Regions from separate parts of the Mus musculus genome. Here region 1 is linked to region 2. Evidence: chromatin contacts called from public promoter capture Hi-C data. All regions are on one chromosome and are shown on one strand. Each heading gives the region's core, a stretch centred on a gene start, on an enhancer-like site or on the middle of the called end of the contact. The rest is flanking DNA. Distances are from core to core; before and after follow the strand shown. Region 1 holds the start of Gpr173 (G-protein coupled receptor 173). Region 2 holds the start of Maged2 (melanoma antigen, family D, 2).

Region 1 (3,658 bases), core at 596-3,095, 1.6 Mb before region 2:
AATTCTAATAGCTTCTCATCTAACTTAATGTTCAGTAGTGTCATGCCCTCTCTGCTCCTTATCCTTTTGACATGCTTTCTTATTTCCAGAATCATGATGTCTCAAGGATCTGTCAAAGAGCCTTCTTCAACTTTGTGGATCTTCTCTGCTATATCTTCTCTCTATTTTCTATCCCATTGCTCTCTACTATCAATTCTACTATTTACACCTTCCTTTAAGTCTAATGTGTCCTCTTTTTCCAACTTTAGACAGAAATCCGACTCTTCCTTTTGTGTGTGTGTGTGTGTGTGTGTGTGTGTGTGTGTGTGTAAATTTAAAGCTACAAAATTGTCCTGCCACATAGCCTTAGACACATTTCACAAGATTTCAGGTAAAGATTTCCATTCTAGATCAACCCAAAGTCCTTTCTAATTTCCACTTCGAATTTATGTTCAGTCCATAGGGTTTTATCCCTTTCCAAAGCATCGTGCCCAAATTTAGAGATTATAAAAATAACCATCTAAAGATTTTCTAAAAATGTTTCACACCTCTCCCACCTACCAGATTTATATTTCCAGAGAGCAGGCCTGGGGATCTAGATTTCACAGGTACCAGAGGGATCCAGAGGCAGGTGCATGACTTCCTGGCCCACAGGTTGGTAGCAGATCATGGTTTTCATAAGGGCAGGCAGCAAGTCTGATTTACCCAACTCAGCTGAGTCCAGCACTGGACCTACATAAAGCTAGTTAATGAATGAACCAACAAGTGGGGTAAGAAAACAAATAAAATACAAGTTTTATATCAAGAGAACTGGAATTGTTGACTGCTACAAATTAGAGGAACCACCACAGCATCATTTGGTCCCTATTTAAACCAATTCAAAACAGAACTGTATTCCCTGGTCTTCCCATGTCTGTTTCCCAGGCATTCTTCTCATCTTTTGCTTCATGCTGTCCTGGAACACAGCCTTAAGTATGTGTTCATGCTTGCCTCCTGGCCCAGAGAAAGTAGATTTATCATTGTGGGTATCCTCACAGGGGCTCCGAGTTGGGTGTCTGACTCCTCCTCCACCTCTCTCCAAGCCAACTTCCAGAGCCTACCCATAAAACCCCATCCTAAATAAGGCTATCTACCTTATCTTCCAAACCTTCCATACCAAACCTAAGAAATTTCCCCTGAATCTTTGTCCAAAACCGGACCCCAGACCTTTACAAGCTCTGCCCTCATTGCACGAGTATCCTAAGCAAGTTGCTATCTCAGCAACCTCTTGGCTACTTCCCCTCACCTCCACACAGGCCTCTCTCAAGTCAGAAAGGCCTGAGCCTGATTTTGTCAGTCAGCTATTGTCCTGGCAAGAACAACCACCACACCACACCAAGCATCCCCATTCAGTAAGCCAGGCAGCCAAGTTCTCCCGGTCTCGCCAGCCCCCTCCCCCAACCCCAGCCGCCCCGCCCCAGGGAGGACCTTGCTGGTGGCTGGGAGTCTCCCGGCTGCTCAGCCTCCCTTCTTCCCTCCCTTGCTCTCCCTCCTTCCCTCCCTCCTCCACCCGCCCCTCGGGCAGGGACTGTGCAAATCGAGGAGAGGGGAGGACCAACAGGCTACACAGGGTCTAGCTAAGGGGCCAGGACTCCTCACTGAGACCCTATCCAAGCTAGGTGTTTCCCGCATCACGGAATCTGGATTTGTGTGAAGCGGGGTGATTCCCGGGCCAGGAATTCCTTCCAGCAGGTCCACTGTACCTTCGTCTCGCTTCAGGACCCCCCTTGGATGCTCTGAGCCACCCTTCTCAACCCGGATCTAAAACCTGGGACACGGCTATCAGGCCAGCCTCTCTCTCCCTCCACCCCTCCCCCTCTTTCTGGCGTCCATCCCCTCCCCAACACCACCTCTGCTACTGCCTCTGGCTGTGGACCTGCACCTCTTCTCCATCCTCGCCAGGCCCGGAGAGTGGGGTTAGCCTGGATGAGAGTGTGCCCCTAACCTGGGGCCCTCCCAAGCCATGGCTCCTGTGTTCCCAGGGAGGAGTCCAGGACCCTGAGCATCTGCTAGAAGCTTGGCAGAGGCCCCGCTGGGACCGTGTCTTCTGAGGACAAAAGGCTGCGGCCAGCAGGCAGACTGGGTGGGGGGTGGGGGGGAACCGGTAGCTAGGCAGGCAGAACAGTAGCGGAGCCAACACTGGCCCCCTCCCAGACCGGCGGTGGCATGAAGATGGGGGTGGGAGTGTGTAGTGGGAGAAGCACCTACCAGGACCCCCATCTGCCCGCTACTTGGGCACCCCAAAGCTGTGTGCTGCCCACCTGGTGTTCCCCAACATCTCCAGCTCTACCAAGTGCACCCCTCTGGCACCTGCTTCCCTTGCTGCCAGTGATTTAGATCAACCAGGCTGTATCCACGGCAACAGAAGCAGGAGTGTCACTGGCTGCCAGATCAGTGAGGGTCCCACAATGTGGCCTGGGCTGTGGTTTATCCTGGATGAGACAGAGTGAGTCTCCTTCCTGAATTCCAAGACAGTCCTGCTAAGAGAACCCAGGTAAGTAGTCAGCATTCTTCCATAAAGGAGCTAGGGGAGGAGGGGGGCTGGGACTTCTCTGTCTCTCCATATATTTCAGTCTCTATCACTGTCATGCTTCCTGTCTCTCTGTTAGTCTCTCTGCTTCATCACTGAGTATGACAACACTCAAACCCCAAGACTGCTTATCTTTCCCCATCTTCTTTAATCCTGAATGTCCCATAAGAAAGGGAACCACCACCTGTTTCTCCACCCCCAACCCCTTACAGGGTCTGCTTCTATCATTATAGTCACGTTTAGACACAAGACCATTCCTTGTGTGCTAGCTGTGGAAGGGGTACCTGGGAGCTCATTGAGCCTTGTTCTCACAATGCCTGCAGCTTCCTTTTCTCCTTCTCCAGGTTCCTTAGGTTGTTTGCAGAATTGTGATCTGTATGTGTGTGTGTCTGTGTGTCTGTAAGAGAGACAGAGAACCTGGGCACCAAGCAGGTGGGTAGATATGACAAGGAGGCTGCTCCTAGTGCAGACCACCCCTCATTCCTTCCTTTATTCTTTTCCCAGTCTCTACCTACAGGTAACATACCTTTGCTCACTCACCCTGGAAGATGTGTCCCAGCTAGTGGGAGGAAGCTGCTATAGGAATAGAGGAAGGTAAGGTGGGGGTAGGGAGCACATTCAGGTCCTGGGCTCTGAGAGCGCTTGAACCAATCCCCATGACAATATACAGGGGACAGGAATAACGTAGTGGTCCCCACACTGTGGGCCCTGGCTTCTATCACATGGCTCTCTGTTTCTGTTTCAGATACCCATATTGTGTTTGGGACCTCCAGATCTATGACACAGTAAGCCAGAGGTCCCTGTATCTGGAGGTGCAGGAAAACCTGGTATATGGAGAACATGGATTCTACTAGGGACACGGCTCCTAACTACTAGTTCGCAACTTTAGTGGAGGCATGTCACTTGTTGAACCTTGATTTTCCCCATTTGTCAAAGAGACTGGTAACCCTTTCTTCATGGATGTGTGCAGGGATTAAATAAATTGGTGCATGCAAACAATTATCTGTGTTTATAGGATGGTGCTGAGCAGTGTCAGGGTCAATATTATTGCTGATTGTTCATGATTAGTATTGCTACAGATCAGGAAAAGGATTAGTGCCTTTTCTTTAG
Region 2 (3,636 bases), core at 270-2,769:
ATCCACCCCTCCACAATCCAATTACTCATCAAGTCCTAGCAGTCCACCCCGCCCCCACCAATCTCCTCACTATCTCCCCTGCTAACACTCTAGGCCAAACCACAAGCACTGCTTGTTTGGATGACTACCAAGGTCATAGCTATGCTCTCTAGTTCCAAGAAGACACTTAATCCCCATACAACACCTAAGATCTTCTAAAACACACACCTACAACATCTATGTGGTGACCAGCTGTAGGGTGCTTTCATAGACCCTCAGGACCCTCAGGTTTGAGAACTTTATTTTCTTGGTATTGGAAGTTTTCCATAAGTTGGATAGGATAGGAATTTGGGGCACCAGAATTGGAAGAAAATGAGAGACTATTCATTTGTGCTCAGCAGAGAGAGCCTAGGAGATAAGAAAGTAGAAGGGTGACATTACAAACTTGGGGGAAGTAACAGTTTATAGGAAATGAAACGAATATATAAACCCGCCTTGATGATGTGTGAAAATGTATGTGAATCAAATTGTCCATAAAGCCATAAGGATTGGCTATCTTTCATTTGTCCAGTATGGGCAAAGGTGACCTCAAGAAGCAGACTTCTGACTATTTGTGTATAAGAAAGATCTTGAATTTTATTTCTATAACTACCGTGAATTATAGTTTATAATAAGCTTTTTCTGGGTCTGCATTCACCTGCTCTATTGCTAATGATATTTTGTCTACTTCTCTTTGTCTTTACATTTTATCTTGTTCTCATGAAGACACCCAGTTGTTTATGTGAATTTATCAGGCAACAGAAGTGCCATTTCAAACTAGTGAAAAACGTTATTGAGGGTGAATCTGTCAATGCCATAATAAAAGTCATTACTTTGTACAGTTAACTTACGCTGAAAATGGTAGTTTTTTCAAATGAATTGAATCAGCAAAACATAATAAAACAACAAAACAGTCCAATATAGACACCAGGATGGTCCTTGTAGCATTGTTTGTAATAGTTCGAAAAGGGGGAAACAACCCAGAAAGTACACGAAGCTGAACTAAGTAAATAAATTATAGGACAGTTATACAAGAAAACATTATACATTTCTAAAAAAACATATGCTAAGGGAAAGAGGTTTGAATATATAACTTGAAAAAAAGCAGTTACAGAACAGTAGGTAACTAGTATAGCCGGTGTAGGGAGAAAGTGCACATAATCAGACTACAAATTAAAAAATTAATGGAGGAATGTCTATCAAAGTACTCAATGTCATGAGTATTTCTGAGGAAGGAGATTAAAGATAGCTTTTAATTTTCTGTTACATATTTCTGCATTTCTCTGGTTTTCACATGACAACACACTACTTTTGTAGTAAGAAAAATAACGATATAAAATAAATAATTTCAATGAATGAATCGTTTTCGTGGGGGCAGTTTGGGTTGGAAGGGCTTCAGACCGAACCTGGTACAGAGGCATAAACATGGGCTTTGGCGTCAGACAGCATTGAGCAGGGCCCCATTGCCCCACCCCCGAGGAAGGGGGCGGGGGGTAGGGGGCTGCGGAAAGGGGCTGGGCTGGGCTGGGCTGTCTGCAGCTCTAGTCCAGGAGGCTGAGACTTCGAGAGGGACTGAGAGGAGCAGGCACACGCATCCCAGACTCACTGGAGGACAAGGTGAGGGAACAACATTGGGCTTTCCTGGTGAGCAGACAGTGGTTCTAACTACCTGAAACCTATAGCTGGGCAGGTGGGCAATTCTTATTTGACCACTATAGCTGGAGCAGAAGTGCTGCATTTGATGCGGTGTGAGAATGAGAACGACCAAGAAAGTAGTAAGCTGTATATGAACTGGACAGCAGAGACTGGCAGAGGTGGAGGGGAGAAAAAGGGGAACTGTGCATGCTTGGAGGAGAAGGAAGAATATGGGGAAATAAGAAGGGGAAGGCGAGATCCAGGGACAAGAATAGGGGATGCAGAGAAGGGTTAAGGGACACTGGGGAGGGGGGTTGCATAGGTAACACAGAGAAGGATGTAAGGAATGGGAAGAGATTTCTGTAGAGTAAATAGGAAATGCGATGGGAAATAGGGAGTCCGGAGTTAGGCAAGGGAATAGGGAGGGGGGGAATAAGGAGTGTTGAGGGGGGAGGGGCAGACGGGCTGGGACGGAGGCCCCCTAGGGAGGCGGAAAGGGGCGGGACCACTTCCGGCCTTTAGTGGGGAGGGCAGTATCTGAGTTTCGGAGGGGCTTGGAGAGAGTGGACACACTCGGGAATTGTAGGAGGACGAGGTAAGTCATGGGCCCCAGCTTTGGATGAGAGCCTGCTAGGGGTCGGCCCCACCCTCTGGGATCTGGAGAAAACCTGCCTTAAGAGCCAAATCTTACCGAATCCATCCAGCTAGGAAGGGAGGGGACTGGACCCCGTTTGGCTGGGCCTAAGATGGAATCACTAGTTCAATCCTGAGTTGAGGAGGGGGTGTTACAGGGAAGGAGCCAAACCAATTTGGGTTTTACCGTTTGGAGGGGGGCGTGTTAGGATAAAGGGCGGGACCTGGAGGCTCTGTGAAATTGATAGGGTGGTTGTGAGTAGGGGAGGGGCTAGGACCACCAGACACTGCGACAATTTGGATGGAAGGTTTGTTGGGGAGGGGGCGGGGCTGAACAGCATTGCGGACCTGGAGAGGGGCGTGTATAGGAGTTGGGTGCTGGACTGAGACCGTGGACATTGCGCATGCGCTTTATGTATAGCTAGAAAGGGGCGTGTTGAGAAGGGCTCGCAGAGACTGGGCCAGCTGCTGAATGCGCATGTGCACGGTGGACTTCAAAGAACGGGTTTGTACTGGGAAAGCAGGCGGGGTTGAAAGGGCGCTGCAGAAGACGCGCATGCGCACTCTAAGCCTGCGGCTGGGGGGGGGTGCGCTGGGAAAAGGGGGCGGGGTCCTCAGAGCTGCCGCGCTGGCACATCTTCCTGGAGGAGGGGAGGGTGCGGCTGCAGAGAACTGAGACCTAGAGACAGAATTTCTGTATCTGAGCACCTACTGGTTGGGGCTCCGGGAGGGGCTGGGCTTTGGGGCCCTAAAGAAGGTGAGGATCAGCTTCTAGGCAGAACAAGGGATACGACGTTCAGCGGGCTCTCCACTTGACCCAGGCCTTCTCTTTGAACTCAGCTTTGCTAGGTGAACTTGAGACATGTCTGACACAAGCGAGAGTGGTGCAGATCCAGCTCGCTCTCAGGTAAGACCGATACCCCCCCCCCCCCTTTCTTGCTGCTTGCCTTTCAAGCCCCTTTTGCTGCCCTAAATCCTTGGAGCTTCTCCTCCCATCCTTGTCATTCTCCACCCACTTCTTTGCCTGGGTGCATCCCCTCTCCCCAGTGGAGGGGAGGCCAAGAGGAAGGGAGAGAGGGTGGGCGGGCCCTTGGTTCTGTCATTACTTTTTAACTGGGAAGCCTGTTTAGGCTGGGGTGGTCAGAGCACACCACAGGTAAGAGTCTTTACAGGTCAGAGAAGTGTAGCCACCTAATTTTGGGACCATTTGCCTTGTTGAGGGGTGGGAAGAAGGTCAGTGAACTTCCTTGCTTTCCCTTGCAGGGCAAAGCTTCAGAAAAGGACAGCGGCTCCGTGATGCAGGACCTGTTGACCGTGACCCAGAACTTGGAGGTCTCAGAAACACCAAAG

Evidence for each region. Promoter capture Hi-C pulls out the DNA fragments that hold promoters and counts their contacts.
Region 1: a contact with region 2 is called in a promoter capture Hi-C map of liver, with 3 times the contacts expected there. The contact joins the promoter of Gpr173 here to the promoter of Maged2 in region 2. A contact is called at or near these places in 2 of 39 promoter capture datasets (cranial neural crest and liver) and 1 of 115 datasets of contacts at active chromatin or transcription factors (astrocytes).

Annotation. Positions count from the first base shown.
Region 1 is chrX:152,366,905-152,370,562 of GRCm38.p6, reverse strand. It overlaps Gpr173 (G-protein coupled receptor 173), which reads left to right and starts at 1,845. Exons shown (of 4, transcript NM_001359449.1): 1 at 1,845-2,512; 2 at 3,053-3,142; 3 at 3,294-3,442. 3010001F23Rik (RIKEN cDNA 3010001F23 gene) reads right to left here and starts at 1,991. Exons shown (of 4, transcript NR_045451.1): 1 at 1,869-1,991; 2 at 541-721.
Region 2 is chrX:150,812,228-150,815,863 of GRCm38.p6, reverse strand. Maged2 (melanoma antigen, family D, 2) reads left to right here and starts at 1,519. Exons shown (of 13, transcript NM_030700.3): 1 at 1,519-1,635; 2 at 3,127-3,193; 3 at 3,550-3,636. The coding sequence starts at 3,149.